Regions from separate parts of the Oryctolagus cuniculus genome. Here region 1 is linked to region 2. A link is a contact called in public Hi-C data. All regions are on one chromosome and are shown on one strand. The core of a region is the stretch at or near the end of the contact, and the rest is flanking DNA. Distances in the headings are between cores, read along the strand shown. Region 1 has its middle 72 kb from the start of CAV2. Region 2 has its middle 150 kb from the start of TES.

Evidence for each region. A called contact is a pair of places that touch in the nucleus more often than the background predicts.
Region 1: a Hi-C map of an unstated tissue shows a contact between it and region 2, with 3 times the contacts expected there. The contact joins two enhancer-like sites. A contact is called at or near these places in 3 of 6 Hi-C or Micro-C datasets (embryonic fibroblasts, skin fibroblasts and an unstated tissue).

Annotation. Positions count from the first base shown.
Region 1 is chr3:151,872,724-151,877,307 of mOryCun1.1, forward strand. No RefSeq gene overlaps it. Among named protein-coding and RNA genes, the nearest start is that of CAV2, 72 kb to the right of the region's middle. Within about 2 kb of position 1,313, at least 1 of the 8 cell types and tissues checked has an H3K27ac peak or open chromatin away from gene starts, as enhancers often do.
Region 2 is chr3:151,794,983-151,799,615 of mOryCun1.1, forward strand. No RefSeq gene overlaps it. Among named protein-coding and RNA genes, the nearest start is that of TES, 150 kb to the left of the region's middle. Within about 2 kb of position 1,364, at least 5 of the 8 cell types and tissues checked have an H3K27ac peak or open chromatin away from gene starts, as enhancers often do.

The sequences.
Region 1 (4,584 bases), core at 63-2,562, 78 kb after region 2:
CCTGTACAAAAACCAGCTCTTTCTCTTATAAACATTGCTGCCTTGTAACATACTTTAGAATTATTATTATATTTTGCTAATAAGTTTACATTCCATCCTACCAAATGTTAGGAAGTAGTGGTGGGGAAGAAAATCAAGTCTCCCTATACAATTAAGGTTATAGTTAACTTACATACAAATCAACCCAACACATTGAATCATATACAACAACAAATATATTTAATAGTAAAACTTTGGTTTTTGTTTTGTCTTCCAGTATGCCTTCAGTAAAGACAATATAACTCAGGCCACATAAAGTTGATTTCAGCAACCTAATTCTATCCTGGATGCCCCTCTCCCAACCCCCGCCCAAACCTCTTCTACAGCCTAGTACAATAGAATTGCCTGATTTGTCATTCCCCAGGATTTGGGCAGAATGCCACTAGGAAGATCGTCATCCTGGAAACAACTAGGCATCTTGACAAAATTTCCTCAAAGCAGATGTAGCAGATGTAGCTGACAAGCTCATAGTAAAGACTGTCAAGTCAAAAATAGTCCCAAAGATACTACAACTCACCCGGTGGCTGGCACATGATAGATACTATGGATAATACATATACCATACACATTATACTGTTATATTTATACTATATTATACTATAGGTATTATAGGTACTCATGAAAAAGAAGTGATCCTGTTTTTTCAAACAATAGGGCCCACCTGAACTGGCCACATTTAACTTCAGCACAGGAAAAGTGCCATCAACAGAGACCAAAGAATGTTGTCCAAAATGTTACTCAGAGAGGAAAGAGTCTATTGAGGTGCTATAAATATTTCCAAAACAAAATTTCAAACTAAATACATTTAATCATTGCAAAATGTAAACATTAAACAGGGGAATTGAAAAAAATTACGTACAAATTATATCCTGTTATTGAGAAATACTGCAATAACTGTCATTTCATCTCATAAAAGAAGTCAAGGTGGTCGTCATAACCCACACTGGTTCACTATTCCATCGCAGAGATCTTGGACAGTTTTTGGCACATGTGCCAGGTCAGCATAATCAACAGTTATTAGCAAATATTTCAATGTCCAAAACCTAAGAACTGACACCATGCCAAGGAAATCAGGGTGTAGACAAAAGAAATGTGAGGAATTCAGCCTCACCTTTTAAAGCTTTTATGAGAAACAATTTTATGAAGAAAACACCTGTTGCATTAATATAGGAAGATTATTTTAGCTCAAGAAGATGTAGGTGGCAAATCAAATAATGGAAGGTAGCTGAGCACAGGATATGGAGAAGACAACATTAAATGCACAAGGAGTTCAAGTGTACACCGGTCTGTGCAAATGGCTGCTCTATTTTCTGTCATGTTCTACTTGGGCTCCCAGTGAGTGAATAGTTGAGGGTAGACCCAGGGTCCAGACAAGCATTAACAACCTTCAGTATCTTCTTTCTCATCCTCTCACATCTATTCTCAAAATACAAATCACTCCCCTCCTCTTGCCCTCCAAAAAAGAGTTCTGTTTAAAGAAGCTCCTTGGTGGCACAGATAAGGGACTTTCGATATCTTTTTCTTGGAGTGCTATTTATTTGTACCAAGTGTTAACTAGTCTCTGGTCTATCGCACATTGTGACTTCCCTCCATGTTTACTCTCCAGTGCATGCCAGTGCTGTGGTGTTATTTCTCCCAACACGGGAAATGTGCCAGAGTATAATTTCCCAGTGTTCTCTGCTAACCTTTGTCTCTGCCCCCTGCCATTCTGGCCACTCACTTGTACAGCTTTCCCCACAGTCAGTGGGGCCTTGCCAAGGATGTGGCATAATAGCTGAGAGTTTGTGTGTTATGCCTGGCACAATGCTAAGTGGTTTTTTTTTTAATGCATTGTCTTACTTGTTCTGTGAAACAACTCTAGAGAAATATGCTGCTACCATCCCCATTTTTAAGATGAGGAAGCTGAGGCTTGGAGGAATGAATGCAGTTGTCAAGGGTGAGTCACAGAGCTGGCATCTGAGCATAAAGAGGCAAACTTGAAAACCCACACTCTGAACCACTTCCATGTAATTGTGGTCTTTAAAGAAAATAGGAAATCCGTTCAAATTGCCTTTTGAAAAATGAGAAAACAAGAATAGAGGACATATTTTCTCATGTGCCACCCCCTGACTCCTACCACAATCCATGCGGAAAAGACCCTTATTCACAATTTTGTTGAAAGGTGGTTAATATACAAATGTCAACATGCTTTTCTCAATTCATTATAATAAACTGAGATAATATTTCACATTTTTAAAAAAGCTGAAATCTTAGCAAAGGTTGTGTTCTCAAAAAGTAATGTCAAAGGATTGCAAGTTATCTTACTAGCAAAATAATACACATGCTCTTATTCGTGGAGTTCAACATGATATTTTTGATAGCCATTGATCGGGAACCAGGTAGAGAGTGCTACCTTTTCTTACAATTTTTATAGTTTTATTATACCATGATTGATATACAATAAATTACATACACCTGATATGCACAGTTTAGAAAATAAGGACATGTGTCTACATCTTTGAAACTATCACCCAATCAAAATAATTAGTCTTTCTATATGTTCAAAAGTTTCCCTGTGTTTTTTCCTCTCCAAGTCAACTACTGATTTGCATTCTGATACTATATGTTGGATTTCATTTCATAGACATTAATATGAATCAATCTTGAAATATGTTACTTTTCTGTCTGCTTTCTTTTATTCAGTATGATCATTAATGTTTCATCAATATTACAGTGTATATCAATAGTCTATCCTAATTGTTGTGTGGTATTCAGTTGTATGAATGCACTAGAGTTTATTTATCAGTCTAACAGTTGGTGGATATTTGAGTTGTTTCCGATTTTGGACTTTTATAAGTAAAATTGCTATGAACAGAAGTGAACAAATTTTTGTCAGGATATGTGCTTTTATCTAGAAGTAGAACAACTGGGTCACACGGCAAGTCTACAGCTACTATTTAAAAACTACCATATTGTTTTCCAAAGTGATTGTACCACTGTACAAGGGGCCCTTCCCCTTTCTAGGTTAATCACTCAGTCTATTGTCTCCAGAATGGCCCCCTCCCAATCATCACCTAATTAATTCACCCCATATTCAAGTTCAACAAGAGTCTTCCTTAATCCCCTAAATCAGGTGCTTTTTTTGGTACTTCCTTCTTTCCATGAGTGTATTTCTGCTGCACCATGAGCAGATCATTTTGTAATATCTGTTTATGCTTTTTATTCCCCTATAGAGCATGAACTCTTGGACACAGGGGTGTTTCTGATTCTTCATTTTCTCCATGGGTCTTAGCACCATGCTTGGCCTGTGGCTAATATCTGTAAGACTAGATTGAATGAAGACAAGAGTCTGAGCCTAAGGGATTTGGAAGAGGAGGATGTCATAAAATTCTAAGACATAGAACATACTGAATCATAAAAAAATGATACCAATAGAACAGAGACCTGCAAATCTGTGACTAAACGCACTGTGTTGTGGTATGTGGGTGTTCTAAACTCAAAGTCAGCACATTGTCACAGTAAAAGCATCTCCCACAGTCTTGGTAGCACTTGACTCGCCAGGGAATAGAAAGTTGAGGATGGATAGTAGTTCCTTACAACTTTGGAATTTTGTTAGAAAATTATGTGATACCTGTGTAAACGTCCCCTGGAAGGAGACTCTTACATGACACACAAAGGCACAAAATAGTTTGGAATAAATTAAATAGGCAACTGTTTTTGGAGATCCTTGTCCAAAACAGGAAAATACCTCTTTAGAATGCCCTCATCTTCTGAGGATGCATCTGCATATGAGGGTAGGGATGTGTGACTCAGAAATTCCATTCACTGCAAGTCAAGGCACTTTTTTTCTAGTTAGGCTCCAAGCCAATGTCACCATAACCTTGATGGACTCTGCAGCTCTGAGTCGTATCATCTCAGGAGTATAATCACAAAGATAAATTTAAAATAGCTTTCAAGGAGACAGCTGACTCTCGAATGTACAGTGAATCAGTCTGCATGGGGGCACAGAACTGGGAAAATGACATGAAATGGCCGCAGGTGGCAAGTTTCTGCATGGGGCCCTGTAAAAGAAACTGAGGAGTGGGAAAGACGGAAAGATCTAGGACCCAGAGAACAGATATTTAGGAGTGAGGTACTCAGAAAAATAAACAGCCACAGAAGTAGGAAGAAGAGTGGGAGTCTCTGTGACAGAAGCAGCAGCACTCAGGATGGGGTCTCCTGGCAGCTCCCTCTAAGGCTCTTCTCTCCTCAAGGCCAAGTCCCTGATGCCTCTACCCAGGTCAGCTGGACATCCTGGATTTCACTCATCATTTCTGACCTTGAATTTTGCTTTAGATTAATTTTAGACCCTTTTCTCTTATAAAATCTTTATTCTGTTCAAACTCACATTTTTAGCAAAATGATGGGGAGAACAGAAGACATATTATACAATGATAGCTTGATGGTGATTTTGTACTTCTGTATGAATTCTGGGTAGAAGAAGCCTGGTTTGAAGCCCCCAGAATTATGTTTATTTCCTAACGATTTTTAATGTTAGCTGATTTTGGTTCCTGTGCTTGTGTTCAA
Region 2 (4,633 bases), core at 114-2,613:
AAATCTTCAGATGCTCAACTTCCTTATAGAAGATGGCATAGTACATATTATCTATTCCCACTCTTCCATATGGTTTAAATCATCTCTAAATTATTTACAACATCTAGCCCAATGTAAATGCTATATAAATAATTGATATAACTTTTAGGGAATAATGACAAAGAAAAAGCCTATGCATGTTTGGTAAAGATGCTTTTGCAAATATTTTCGAAAAACATTTGCTTAGTTGAATCCACGGTTGCAGATCCCATGGATATGGAGGAATGACCATACTGGGCCTTCTTTAGAGATGTTTACCTTCAACTGCAAATATCAAGAATAGGGTTCTAGGCAGGCGCCGCGGCTCACTAGGCTAATCCTCCGCTTTGCGGCACCGGCACATCGGGTTCTAGTCCCGGTAGGGGCACCGGATTCTGTCCCGGTTGCCCCTCTTCCAGGCCAGCTCTCTGCTGTGGCCCGGGAGTGCAGTGGAGGATGGCCCAAGTGCTTGGGCCCTGCACCCCATGGGAGACCAGGATAAGTACCCGGCTCCTGCCATCGGATCAGCGCAGTGCACCAGCCGCAACGCGCCGGCCGCGGCAGCCATTGGAGGGTGAACCAACGGCAAAGGAAGACCTTTCTCTCTGTCTCTCTCTCTCACTGTCCACTCTGCCTGTCAAAAAAAAAAAAAAAAAAAGAATAGGGTTCTAAATGTTACAAACCCATTTCAGTTCAAACACATCCCTATCAGTAATGCAGGCTTGTGTCATGGTGTGAAGCCACAGCCAAGGCTGGCCCACAGCCAAAGCACATCAGAACACCAGCCCAGAGTCCATCCTGTGCTATGGGCTCCAGAGTTTGACTCTCACCCCAGGTCATTTCCCGTGACCTTCTCAACCTTCTCAATGATATTCACAGATATGCAGTATCTTCTGTATGTACTAAATCCAGTTCTTGAGTGAGAGGTGACCAGGCTGAGTGGGATCTTGGAGGTTAGTCGACGTTTTATTAGTAAAGAAAGAAAGGTGGATGATCACTAAGATTAAATAGGGAAGGCTGGATTTTCTTAAAAAAAAAATTCCAGCTAATATCTCAATCACTTAACTGAAATGACTTTTAAAAGTCTCCCATTCTTTTTCCTAAGGATGCCAGCAGGAGCAGCCCGTGCAAATCCAGGCCCTCCATATGTCAAGCAGTGTTTGTATGTATTTCAGCGTATCCAAGCAAGGCCTTTTTAACTTTCCATCCTACGGACGAAGCTGTACTTTCCTGAATGGCAGCCAGGAAAAAGCTTGGAGGTTTGGCAGGAAGACTGTGGGAAGCCTGGTGCAACCCCAGGCTGAGATCTGGAGCAGAGGCCTTGTGCAGAGGCGGACGAGAGCAACACCTCCCTTTGTTTCGCTCTCCGCATGAGTACAAATGGAGCCCCCAGATTGCAATCAGGCCCTATTGTATAAACTTGGGGTTTCCATGCCATACAGCATTTTTGGCAGCGAGAGACTTATTATTTTTCAGCTGGAAAACCAATTAGCATTCTTTTTATATCTGGGTGTTAATACTTGGGCCTTAGAGCAGTTTTTTTGGCCAGCAGCCCACATGGCTGTAGTCTCTTGGGCAATGCCTGACAAATTAAGATAAAACCGTTACTTCATGTGCTTCTACAAAGAGAAAACAGAAACTGCTTCCTGCTCTTATTAATTGGATGAAGTCAATTTCCACATTTAACAAATACAAAGGTAGGCACAATCACAGTGTAAGCCCATGGCCCTTATCTCTCCCCAGGCTGGTTCCTCTTCAGGGATGTGGGCAAGCAGGGCTTGTTGGTTGCTGACTAAGCTTTCCTTCTCCTGGAAAAATCCTTGTGCTCAACAGGGGTCTCTGTCACCTCTCTCTATCATGGGCCTCGACCACCTCTAGGTCACCCTTTGACCTGTGTGGTATGTTTGCTTCAGCGGGTTTGAGTGATGTGATTTACCTGGGGGAAAGAGCTGCTGGGAGATTCCAGTCCCGACAAGCAGATTAGTCATAACAGTCAAGAGGGCACTGCCCAGTTTGAGAGAAGTAAACACAGCCAAATATTTCCCTATCTTGAAAGCAGAGCAAAGTAAAGTTCATGCTCCGGGAATGCAGTTTATGATTAGAGAAAGCCATAACTGGGCTGCTGTCTCAGGATCTCGGAACGTGCAGAGAAGGGGAGGACAGGAGGTTGGAATTGCTGTGGGAGGTGCCATCCTGGAAGGCAACCCCCCATGATAAACAGCCCTTGCCATGGCAACAAGGCTTCATGCCACAAATCGGAGGCATGCAACTCTCCGGCAAGCAGGCCACAACTTGGGAAAATCTCCAGGATGATGCAAAATATTTAGAAGGGAAGTGGTAAAACAAACAGAGAGGAAGCACAGCAATGCACTACAGTTTGGAGGCAAAAATGTTAGGCACAAAAAATAGTTTGGGTGCAATGACAACAGCTTTTTTGTGTCCTTGGTACTGAATGCACATCTCTCAGCTAGAAATGGCCCCAGGGGTGGCTGCTCCCCCTGAAGACTTTCTTTGTAAATAGTGGGTGGGGGCATCCTAAAAAAAAATCCATTTGAAAGACTTTTTTTTTTTTTTAAAGAATTTGTACAGAACATTTTCTTTGTAACAAAATCTATTCTGGAGCTGTATTATTTAACAAGGGGGCTGTGTTCTGACTCATACGGGAATTTATGGTGCAGTTTTTTTTTCTTATTGCTGTGTTTGCCGACAAGAGCAGAAAATTATCATCTATAAAACCTAAAGGAATGACTAGACAATGCCAATCACACACAGGCAAAGCAACCTTGGACTTGAGTCTCCAGGCACCAGGAGTCCCCTAACCTCACTATGCGTATGGTGGCTGTACCCACCCCTCACAGTGTTGCCAGGGTAGCCTTGGTTTACTCCAGTTGCCCAAGTTTAATCACTAACAGTGCCCTCTTCACTCACAAAAGTGGTTCTCTTTGGGGAGTAAACAGTTTGGTGACCCTCTTGCACAGAGCCCTGGGGTCTTCTGTCGACTTCCCCTTCTCCCAGAGCTCTGGTAAGCTCTGCCTGTGGCTCTGTAAGGCTCAGAACCTAAAACAAAATTTGAAAAAGGGAGTGTATCACTTAAGAGAGGGCCATAGGGAGCTGCCACACTTGCAAAGAAGAACGCTCATGAGTTTGGCATCACCTAATGGGTAAAGGAGGAGACATTGTCCATCCCTGTGGCAGGGGTTCTAAACAAGAGGTTCTCCATCAAATCCTAGGAGGCAGGCAGTCATTTCAAAATCAGCCAGGCACACAGCCTCTTAGTGTGCCTTGCAGCTAGAAAGCATTGCTTAGAAGTTCCAGACCAGAAGGTGTTCAGCCATTTCCCACCTTCAACAGCCACACCGCTCAGCTGCAGCTCTTCGGATCAGAATGGAAACTCTTTGATCTCTTTCACATCTAAGTTTAACTGTGGCCTGGGCCCAAAAGGTGGACTAATTTTGGCAACTTCCCCTGTACATTTTTTATCTAGAGATAAAAGGAGCACTTGGGAAGCATAAACAGAAGGTGTATTTCCGCAGGCCCAACAGCCGCCACATCAAACACACAGGGTTGTAGATACTGGTGCTGAAGGGTTGCTTGCACTTCTTCAGTTCTGTTGCGCCCCTCATTTGCTGGCAGCCAGCAGGGAGCTCATTTCCTTCCACTATATGGCTGCAATGATAAAATATTGCCTACGGATTTAGGGAGCAGAACATTTCCAGCAACATGACTGCCATTTTCACATGAAATTTTGGAAATTAGAAATCATATACTTTTTTTAAGTTATAAAGTCATCACTCTGGCCTTAGGTCCAGCATTCAAAGTTTCTCATGCAGAGTCTACAAACATCTGAATGAAACAAGACCTTAGGATAGTCATTCTTCTAACCTCAGTGAATCTCAAGGGGTCTGGTCTCAAAGCAGAGATTTATGGCTTACTAAGCCCAGTTAGGAGAATGCAACACAGACCCTGAGGGGCAGCAGAAGAGATGAGTCACAGTGTGTGAATCCACAGAGCACTATGTGAATTTTTCAGCCAAGAACTATACGAGAGGCACTCCAGACCCTGTGGGGTTTCCTTAGCCTGTCTGAACCCATAGTCAGAGCTATAGAATACTCCACAAAAAGCCAAGGGACAGGGGAGCTGTAATAATGCAGTGGAGGTATCTTTATGTGACACACATCTGAGTGCATACAGGCAGTTTACTTGGATGCAAATCAGACTCAGAGCAAAGGTATTGGGCACACTTTGCCAAAGCAGTGTATTCTGTAAGAATTAAAATCACCAAATTGGGTAGAGTGATTTCTGGCCTTTCCTTGTCAATATCTAGGGACATCAGTTCTTGAAGGGCTGGTAGGACAAAAAGCACATGATTAACAGATTGCAATGGGACTGAAATACACCAACACTTCCCACATCATCTCCATCTTCTGATTTGATCAATGGGGATAAACACAGGAGTCCAGGGGTCAGACAGAATTGATCCAAGGCAATACAGTAGAATTTGTGTGTTAAAAGTCTTGATGCAGAGAACTGAAGTAATCAGACAGCATCTGTATAGTATTTATCTACTAGGAAAAAATTGTATTAATTTTTAATCCTTTACATGAAACTATATTTT